Regions from separate parts of the Ovis aries genome. Here region 2 is linked to region 1. A link is a contact called in public Hi-C data. All regions are on one chromosome and are shown on one strand. Each heading gives the region's core, a stretch centred on a gene start, on an enhancer-like site or on the middle of the called end of the contact. The rest is flanking DNA. Distances are from core to core; before and after follow the strand shown. Region 1 holds the start of CDKN1C (cyclin dependent kinase inhibitor 1C). Region 2 holds the start of TRPM5 (transient receptor potential cation channel subfamily M member 5).

The links. A called contact is a pair of places that touch in the nucleus more often than the background predicts.
Region 2: a Hi-C map of liver shows a contact between it and region 1, with 7 times the contacts expected there. The contact joins the promoter of TRPM5 here to the promoter of CDKN1C in region 1. A contact is called at or near these places in 10 of 16 Hi-C or Micro-C datasets (blood, hypothalamus, liver and 6 more).

Annotation. Positions count from the first base shown.
Region 1 is chr21:45,105,183-45,108,756 of ARS-UI_Ramb_v3.0, reverse strand. It overlaps CDKN1C (cyclin dependent kinase inhibitor 1C), which reads right to left and starts at 1,594. Exons shown (of 4, transcript NM_001142510.1): 1 at 1,532-1,594; 2 at 718-1,358; 3 at 45-181. The coding sequence starts at 1,594. The coding sequence ends at 48.
Region 2 is chr21:45,544,958-45,548,531 of ARS-UI_Ramb_v3.0, reverse strand. TRPM5 (transient receptor potential cation channel subfamily M member 5) reads right to left here and starts at 1,802. Exons shown (of 26, transcript XM_042237929.2): 1 at 1,744-1,802.

The DNA of each region.
Region 1 (3,574 bases), core at 345-2,844:
CGCCCCACCCCACCCCCACCCCCCGCCGCGGCCGCCGCCCTCACCTCTCATCGCAGCCGCTTGCGCGGGGTTTGCTCAGCCGAGCCGACGGCTGGAGCGGCGCCAGGCGCGGCGCATCCCGCGGGAACCTCGTTCGACGCCTTGGCTTCGGGCGCGGGTCTCTTGCGCTTGGCGAAGAAGTCTGAGGGCGACAGCACGCCTAGCCGGTCATGGCGGGGCGGGCCGGGGAGTCTGAGAAGGGGCCTGAGCGGCGTGGGGGGGGCGCGCGGGCGGCTGCTGGGCCGCGGTGGGGGCGCCGTCCCCGCCCGCGCCGAGGTCCGCGGCGGGTCAGCTTTGTTTACGTCGCCGCGCAATGCGCTGTGTAAGCATTTCCCCTTGTCCCGCGGCCAAGCCCCCCGGGGCTACCGCCGCGCTTAACCCCCTCCGCGCCGCGATCGGGGCGCCGGGCCGCGCCCGAGGAGGGGCTTCGGCGGCCTCGGCGAGGATCGTGCTCGGAGGGGACCAGGGCGCGCCCTCCCAACCCTCCCGGGCGAACCTCTCGAGAGCACGACCACAGGGTGGGGACGGGGTGCAGGGGCAGCCTCGCCGCGCGCGCTGCGGGCCCTTTAACGCCACGGAGGAGGCGGGGACCAAGCGAGGCCCCCGAGGGCCGGGGAACCCGGCCGGCCGGACAAAGCAGGGCCGAGCCGGGCCGGGGCGGGGCCGCGCGGGACTCACCGGAGATGAGAGGCCCGGACAGCTTCTTGATCGCGGCGCCTCCGGCGGCGGCAGTGGTGGCAACAGCGGCGCCGCTGGCGGCGGTGTTGGTGGCAGCGGCGGCAGTGCCCGGCGCGGGGCGCCCCGAAATCCCTGAGTGCGGCGGCTCGGCCTGGGGCTCCTGGCCGCGCGGCGGAGGGACCGCCTCCTGCTCAGCGCCCTCCTGAGGCGCCGGGGCCGCGGCCTGGGCAGGCGCTACGGCCGGGCCGCTGGACGGCGACGCCGGCGCCTCCTCGAGGCCGTCGAGGGACTCATCGGCCGGCGGCCCGGGAGGCGGGCTATTGACCGCGCCGTCCGGGCGGGGACGAGGCGCCAGGAGCAGGCGACAGCGCCCCACCTGCACCGTCTCGCGATAGAAGGCGGGCACGGAGTCGCTGTCCACCTCGGTCCACTGCAGGCGCCCGGGGCCCCGCAGTGGCATGTCCAGCTGGAAGTTGTAGTCCCAGCGACGCTGGTCCTCGGCGCTCAGCTCGGCCAGGCGCATCTGCAGCTCACGGCCCAGCTCCTCGTGGTCCACGGGCCCGAAGAGGCTGCGGCAGGCGCTGGTGCGCGCGATCATGGGAAAGGTGCGGCGGGCGACCAGGCGCTCCATTGCCAATGCTCTGCGGAGACACACGTCGGACGTGTCCGGGGTCTGCGGGGGCCGGGAGGCAGGAGAGGAGAGGAAAAGGAGGAGGGGAGGGAAATAGGGCGGGGGCCGCGCGCAAGTGAGACCCCGCGCAGCGGGAGTCTGCGTTTGCACAGGGACGCGGCGGGAGTGTCCCGCGGCGGCTACCTGGCTGTCGGGCCGCTGACTGCTCCTGAGGCTCGCTCGCGGTGTCGTCCGGCCGCTGGCCGCGCCCCCTCTGTGCCTGTCCTCGCTCGCTCGGCTGGCTCTGGCCTGGCTGGCACCCACCGAGCGCAGAGCACTTGGCCTGTGGAACGCCCAGTCCTCGCGCGCCCCTTTATACGCGAGGGTCCCACCCCCCCCGCGCGCGGGCCCTGATGCAATTAGCATAATGTAGTATTTTCAGTTTCAACAACACCGCGGCGATTGGCCGGCGCCGCGCTACCCCCGCCCCTCCGGCGGCCCGGCCCCCGCCCGCCGCCCATTGGCCCCGCGCACACACCCACCCGAGGGCGGGGCGGGGCGCGAGGGCCGATTGGCAGGCCGCGGGGCGCGCGCGGCGGCGGGGGTGGGGGCGGGGCGCGGGGCGGGGCCGGAGTTAAAGGGCGCTGCGGGCGGTAACGTGACACCGCGGCGCCCCGCCCCCTCGCCCCATCCCCCCGGCCCCCCCCCCCCGCTCCCGCCCCCCGCCGGCTCCTTTGTCTGCGAGGCGGGGGCTGCTAGGCGATGGTGGCGCGGGACCCCCCACCCCACCCCAGCCTGCGCGCCCTCTCGGGCTTGGCGGGCGACGACCCCCGGCAGGACCGGCGTGCAGCCTGGCCCAACTGGCCCCCCGGGGGTCTTCCAGCCCGGCCGCCTGCGCTCGGCCTTGGGCCTCCGGTGCCAGTTGACGGGCCTTTAAGCCGCCGCGGACGGCTCGTCTCTGACTGGAGCTAGAGGGGGTCTTCGGCTGCCCCCGCGCGGCCAGCCACGCCCAAAGCTTGTGTCCCTGCAGGGGTTCCGCGCACCTAGAGCGCTAACACCCGTAGACCGGAGGCCTTCGCGCTAACAGGAAGAGGGAACTGGGGGACCCGGCGGGGGAAAGCTCTGCTCCCCTGTTTTCTCCGAGGGCAAAGTGGCGGACACCTTGAGGGCCAGCTGTAGTCGTCTGGGGCCAGAGTCTGAAGACCCTAGCTCTTGAGGCCACCCACCCTGCTCCGTGGATGGGAAACTGGCTGTGCCCATCACCACGTCACTAACTGGGTGCTCAGCTGCATAGGGCTTGGCCAGGGGCGGGGGGTCCAGACTGCCCAGGCTGGTTGGCTAGAGGCTGTAGTGCTCGACAGTGGGCAGGGCACTGGAGGCTTCTCCACTGGGGTGGTCTGGCCCTGCCCAGCCTGGGCCCCTGACTGCCTATGCTGAATGCTGACCCTCTGGGCCAACCCTATCTCTGTCACCAAGGGAAACCCCAAATTACGGGCGGGCAGTCAGCTCTGCTCCAGAGCTGCACCTCTCTTCCTCCATCCTGGAAGGCTGGCACCCCTTCATTTGCACCCATAAACACTGTTAGTTGAAAAGTACACCCCTAAGAATGCTAGTGTGCCGAACCACAGTGGCAGGCCGAGAGGCCAGCCCAGAAAGGGAAGGCTCTGCCAAGCAGGGTCATGACCGCCCGCCTCCCACTCCTTGGTGCTCTCTGAGCCGGGTCACAGGAGACCATCGCACTCATCTGCTTCGCCTTGGCCCAGCCCGTCTTGGGGCTGAGAGCCTAGGAAGTGCCTCCTGCAGCCCAGGCAGGGATGTGACCTGCCAGGTGCCTGCTGCAGGGCCCAGCAGAACCCGGGGGAGCCCAGGGCCCAGTGAAGGAGGTGAGAGGAGGCTGGCCCAACCCCACCTGTCTGCCTCCCCTGTGGGTTCCGGGACACTCGGGGAATTACACTGCAGACGCCCCGGAGGTGGCTCAGGGGAGGCAAGGTTTGAAGGGAGGGGCATCAACCCAGCTGAGGGACAGGGCAGGTTACCACTCTTGGCTCTGGAGAGCAAGACCAAAGGTGATGCTTTGTGTCAATTTCTTTATTCTTTGTTGTACACTCTAGTCCAAATTTCCCACAGCAAGTACAGACACTACACGTTTTTACCTTCGGGAAAATAAAAAACAAGATGACAAAGGCTGCCCTGGCCCTGTGGATCCCTTGGGCGGGGCTCGTGTCTCCCAGCCTGGGCCTCGCCCCA
Region 2 (3,574 bases), core at 553-3,052, 440 kb before region 1:
TGGGGGAGGATTTGCATCCACGCCCCCCCCCCCACTGCACCCCCCCCTGCCCCCCACACTGGGCGCCCGCTGCTGGGACACACGCAGAGAGTGGGGGGCCTGCATGTGACCGCAGAGCCGGGGTAGGGGCAAGGGGGGCTAGGCCTGGCCTGGGCTTGGGCACCTCCTTGGCCCTACTACCCTTGGGGTTATAACTGCTGGAGGGTCCCAGGGCGCCCTAACGAATGACCACCCGCTGGGCGTCTTAAAGCGACAGGAGGCTCTGGAGGCCAGAAACCCCAAATCAAGGCGCACAGGGCCTCACTCTCTCAGCAGGCTCTAGGGCAGGGTCCTTCTCACCCCGTCCAGCTCTGGGGGCTCCGGCGTCCCTCCAGTCTCTGCCTCCATCTCCCCGTCTCCTTATAAGGACACCGGTCACTGCTCGAGGGGCCGCCCCCCTCCCTATGACCTCACCATCACGCAGTGCTTCTGCAAAGACCCTCTTTCCAAGCATTCTGAGATTCAGGGTGGACGTGAACTTGGGGGATGCTCTTCAACCACAGAGTGCAGGCAGTGACGTGGGGAGCCTTCCCACCATTTGGCGGGGACAAGGCAGGGCTTGTGGGGGGTAGCCTCCCTCCCCACCGCTGGACGCGCCCTGGCCCGGTGTGTGGGAGGCCTGGGCAGCACTGGAGTGCTCACGGTCCATGAGCCCCAGGCTTGCTCCCCCAGAGGCGAGGGGCCTGGGGCTGGCCTCTGTCTCAGGAGGGGTGCTGTGGTGCTCTCCCGCCAGCCCACGCTGCCCTTTCCTTGCTGAGAGGCAGGTGGTCCGAAGCCCCAGTTTTGCCTTCCCTGGGGCCACCACCTGACCCCTCACCCCACACCCCTCACCCCCAACTCCGAAGCCTGGTCCCTGGCCTCTGGCTTCCCAGCCCAGGGGCTGAGGGGCATTGGGCCCTGCGCTGAGTCCTGGGGGTCACTGAGCATGGTGGAGGTGGCCCCAAGCACCAGGGCGGGGGGCGGCACTGAGCGCTGGGGGCGGGAGGGGCTCCAGGCAAATGGGGCCGGAGCGGGAAGGACATGCAAATAGCAGATTTGCATGAGCAGGTGTCCGGGCTCGAGGGCCCTGTTCCTGGAGGGGGCGGGGGAGGCCAGGCGCCCGGGGGTCCTGAGTCATCCCCGCTGGAACCCCACCCCCCACCCCCGACAGGCAGAACAGAATGGAGGCAAGCTCTTCAGCTCCGGCAGCGGAGGTGCTGGGGCTCGTGCTCGGAGCGGGCAGAGGGGCAGACGGCCACCCCTGGCCAGGGGTCTCTGGAAGCGGCCCCAGTGCCGTGGACCTGGCAGCCAGGCCCCAGGGGTCCCAGCCCGGGCCCTCCCAGGGCCACGTCACGGGGGCCAGCCCCTGGCCGCTCGGGCCTGCCCCTCCCTCCCGAGATGGTAGAACGTGGTGACCAGGACGGGGAGCCCAGGGGTCCCACACTCTGCAGCCAGCACTCAGCCCCCAACCAGACGGGCCCCGGCTATGAGCGCCAGCTCCCTGCGTCTGGCCCCCAGGGCCCCGGGGCTGCTCCTCTGGACCAGGCCCTCTGCAGGCTCCTTCCCAGACACCCCGCCTTACCCACGGAGGGACCGTCCATCTGCAGCCCCAGGAAGGCAAGACTCATTCCAGGGTCCAGGGGAGAAACCGAGGCACGGGGCAGGAAGTGACCGGGGGGCAGGGCACCCCCTCCTCCCCCCCGGGGCTGGCGGCCGGGCTCCTACCTGCCTGCTTTCTCCCTGAGGCCCAAACGTGTGACTGCCGGCCAAGGGATGGGTGGAGGGGCCCACAGCCTGCCCGCCTGCCCCTCCCTGCCCTCCACGCCTGGCACTTGGGCAGCCAATGCTGTGAGCAGAGCTGGGCGCCACCTGATCTCGGCCCGGCCCAGCCCACAGGGCTGCTCTGGCCAAGCCACCGGGCGCAAGGGCCAGCCGTCCCTCTCTGATGGGCCCAGGGACCCCTTGGGCAGCACCAGTCTCCTGGGGTCGAGAGGCGGTCCCGTGGGGGTTGGCCGCGTCGCCTCTCCTGTGTCTCTGCTTCCTCCATTTCTCCAGCAGGTGGATGTGGCTGATCCCAGAGGGTGCAGCCCAGCCGTCCCTGGAGGGGGCAGAGACTGTCCCCTCCCTTCCTGGGTCCCGCCAAGCAGAGAGGTGTCAGCCCCCCAGGAGTGCTGTCCTGGAGGGGTGGGCAGGCGGCTGTCAGCGAGCAGACTTCGCACGGACACTGTCGCTCCACTGAGGAGCAGCGCAGGGAGGCCCCCGGGGCCCTGGAGCCCACGTCCTGGTTCACGCCCTGCAAATCCTGTCTCTCTAACTCTGGGCGTTGGTTTCCCTGGAAAATGGGGATCCGAGCAGCTCCGCTTCTAGGGTTTGCAGTAACTCACGGGAGCAGGTGACACGTCCGTGCGCCCCTTTCCAAGGCCCGAGGGGCCCCTCCTGGGACCTCTCACCCCCTGAGCTCAGGGCTGGGTGGGAGGCCGGGTCCAGGCCCAGCTCTGGGACCGCCGAAGTCCTCTCCGCTTGGGCCCATTGGCCACCAGAGGGCACCCCGAGACCACAGGCTGAGTTGGGGCCGGTAGATGAGGCCTGGCCCGCAGAGGCCGCTGTGTCTCTGCACACGACGGCTGTGAAGGTCCGGAGCGGCCATAGTGTAGCCTGGAGCCCCCCAGCCCCCGCTCCCAGGGAGGGGAGGGGCCGCCTGAGATCCCGGGCCTGGGAGCCTGAGGACCAGATTCTGGGGGGAAGATGCTGACCTCGGGGTTCCTGGGCAGAAGGCCAGACCCAGCCCTGGCAAGGGGGTGGGACTGGGTCACACACGCCTGCTGGCCTGGGGCCCGGCCCCCCTGGGGGTCCTGCCAGTGTCCCGCCCAGGCGATGTGGAGGATGAGGGGGTCTCCCCAGAACTTCGAGCCTGTGGGGCAGGAGGCACACGGTACTTCCCCTCCTCCCGCCCTCTGTTCCAGCCCTGCCCTCTACCGCTGCCCCCAGGATGCCCTTTTCTGGCCACCCCCAGCCTAGTACCAGGCTCCGCTCCTCCATGCCTGCAAGTCTCCATCGCTCCCTATTGCTTCAGCACTGACACCCAGCCCGGAACCCGCCGGCCTGGCCTGCCCACTGCCCACCTCTCCGGCCACCTGGCCTCCTCCTCACAGCCTCGTCCAACCTCAGAGGCCCCCCTGTTGTCTCCCCGCATGCCCCGCCCCCGCCGCACAGGCTCAGCAGCTCCCCTGGTCTCTCAGGGTCAGCTGGCGCGACTTTGCAGGAGGCCTGGCCCTCCGAGGGGAACTCGGGTGCTGCCTGCCTGCTTCCTGCCAGGGACCGTCGGCCACGGAGTCTCCCAGACCCAGGACCGGAGCTGCAGGGGCGACGCAGCCAGTGAGTGGACGAGGGGTGCGGGCTGGCGTTTGCGGGAGCCACCGCCATGAGGGAGCCTCGGGGGCAGGGGGCTGCAGCCCTCGAGGGCTCTGCTTGGGGGGCGCCCACTGCAGGCAGGAGACGCCAGGTGCCACCTGCGCTCACCGACATGGCTGGGGCCTCCCGAGGTGTGACTCCCGCT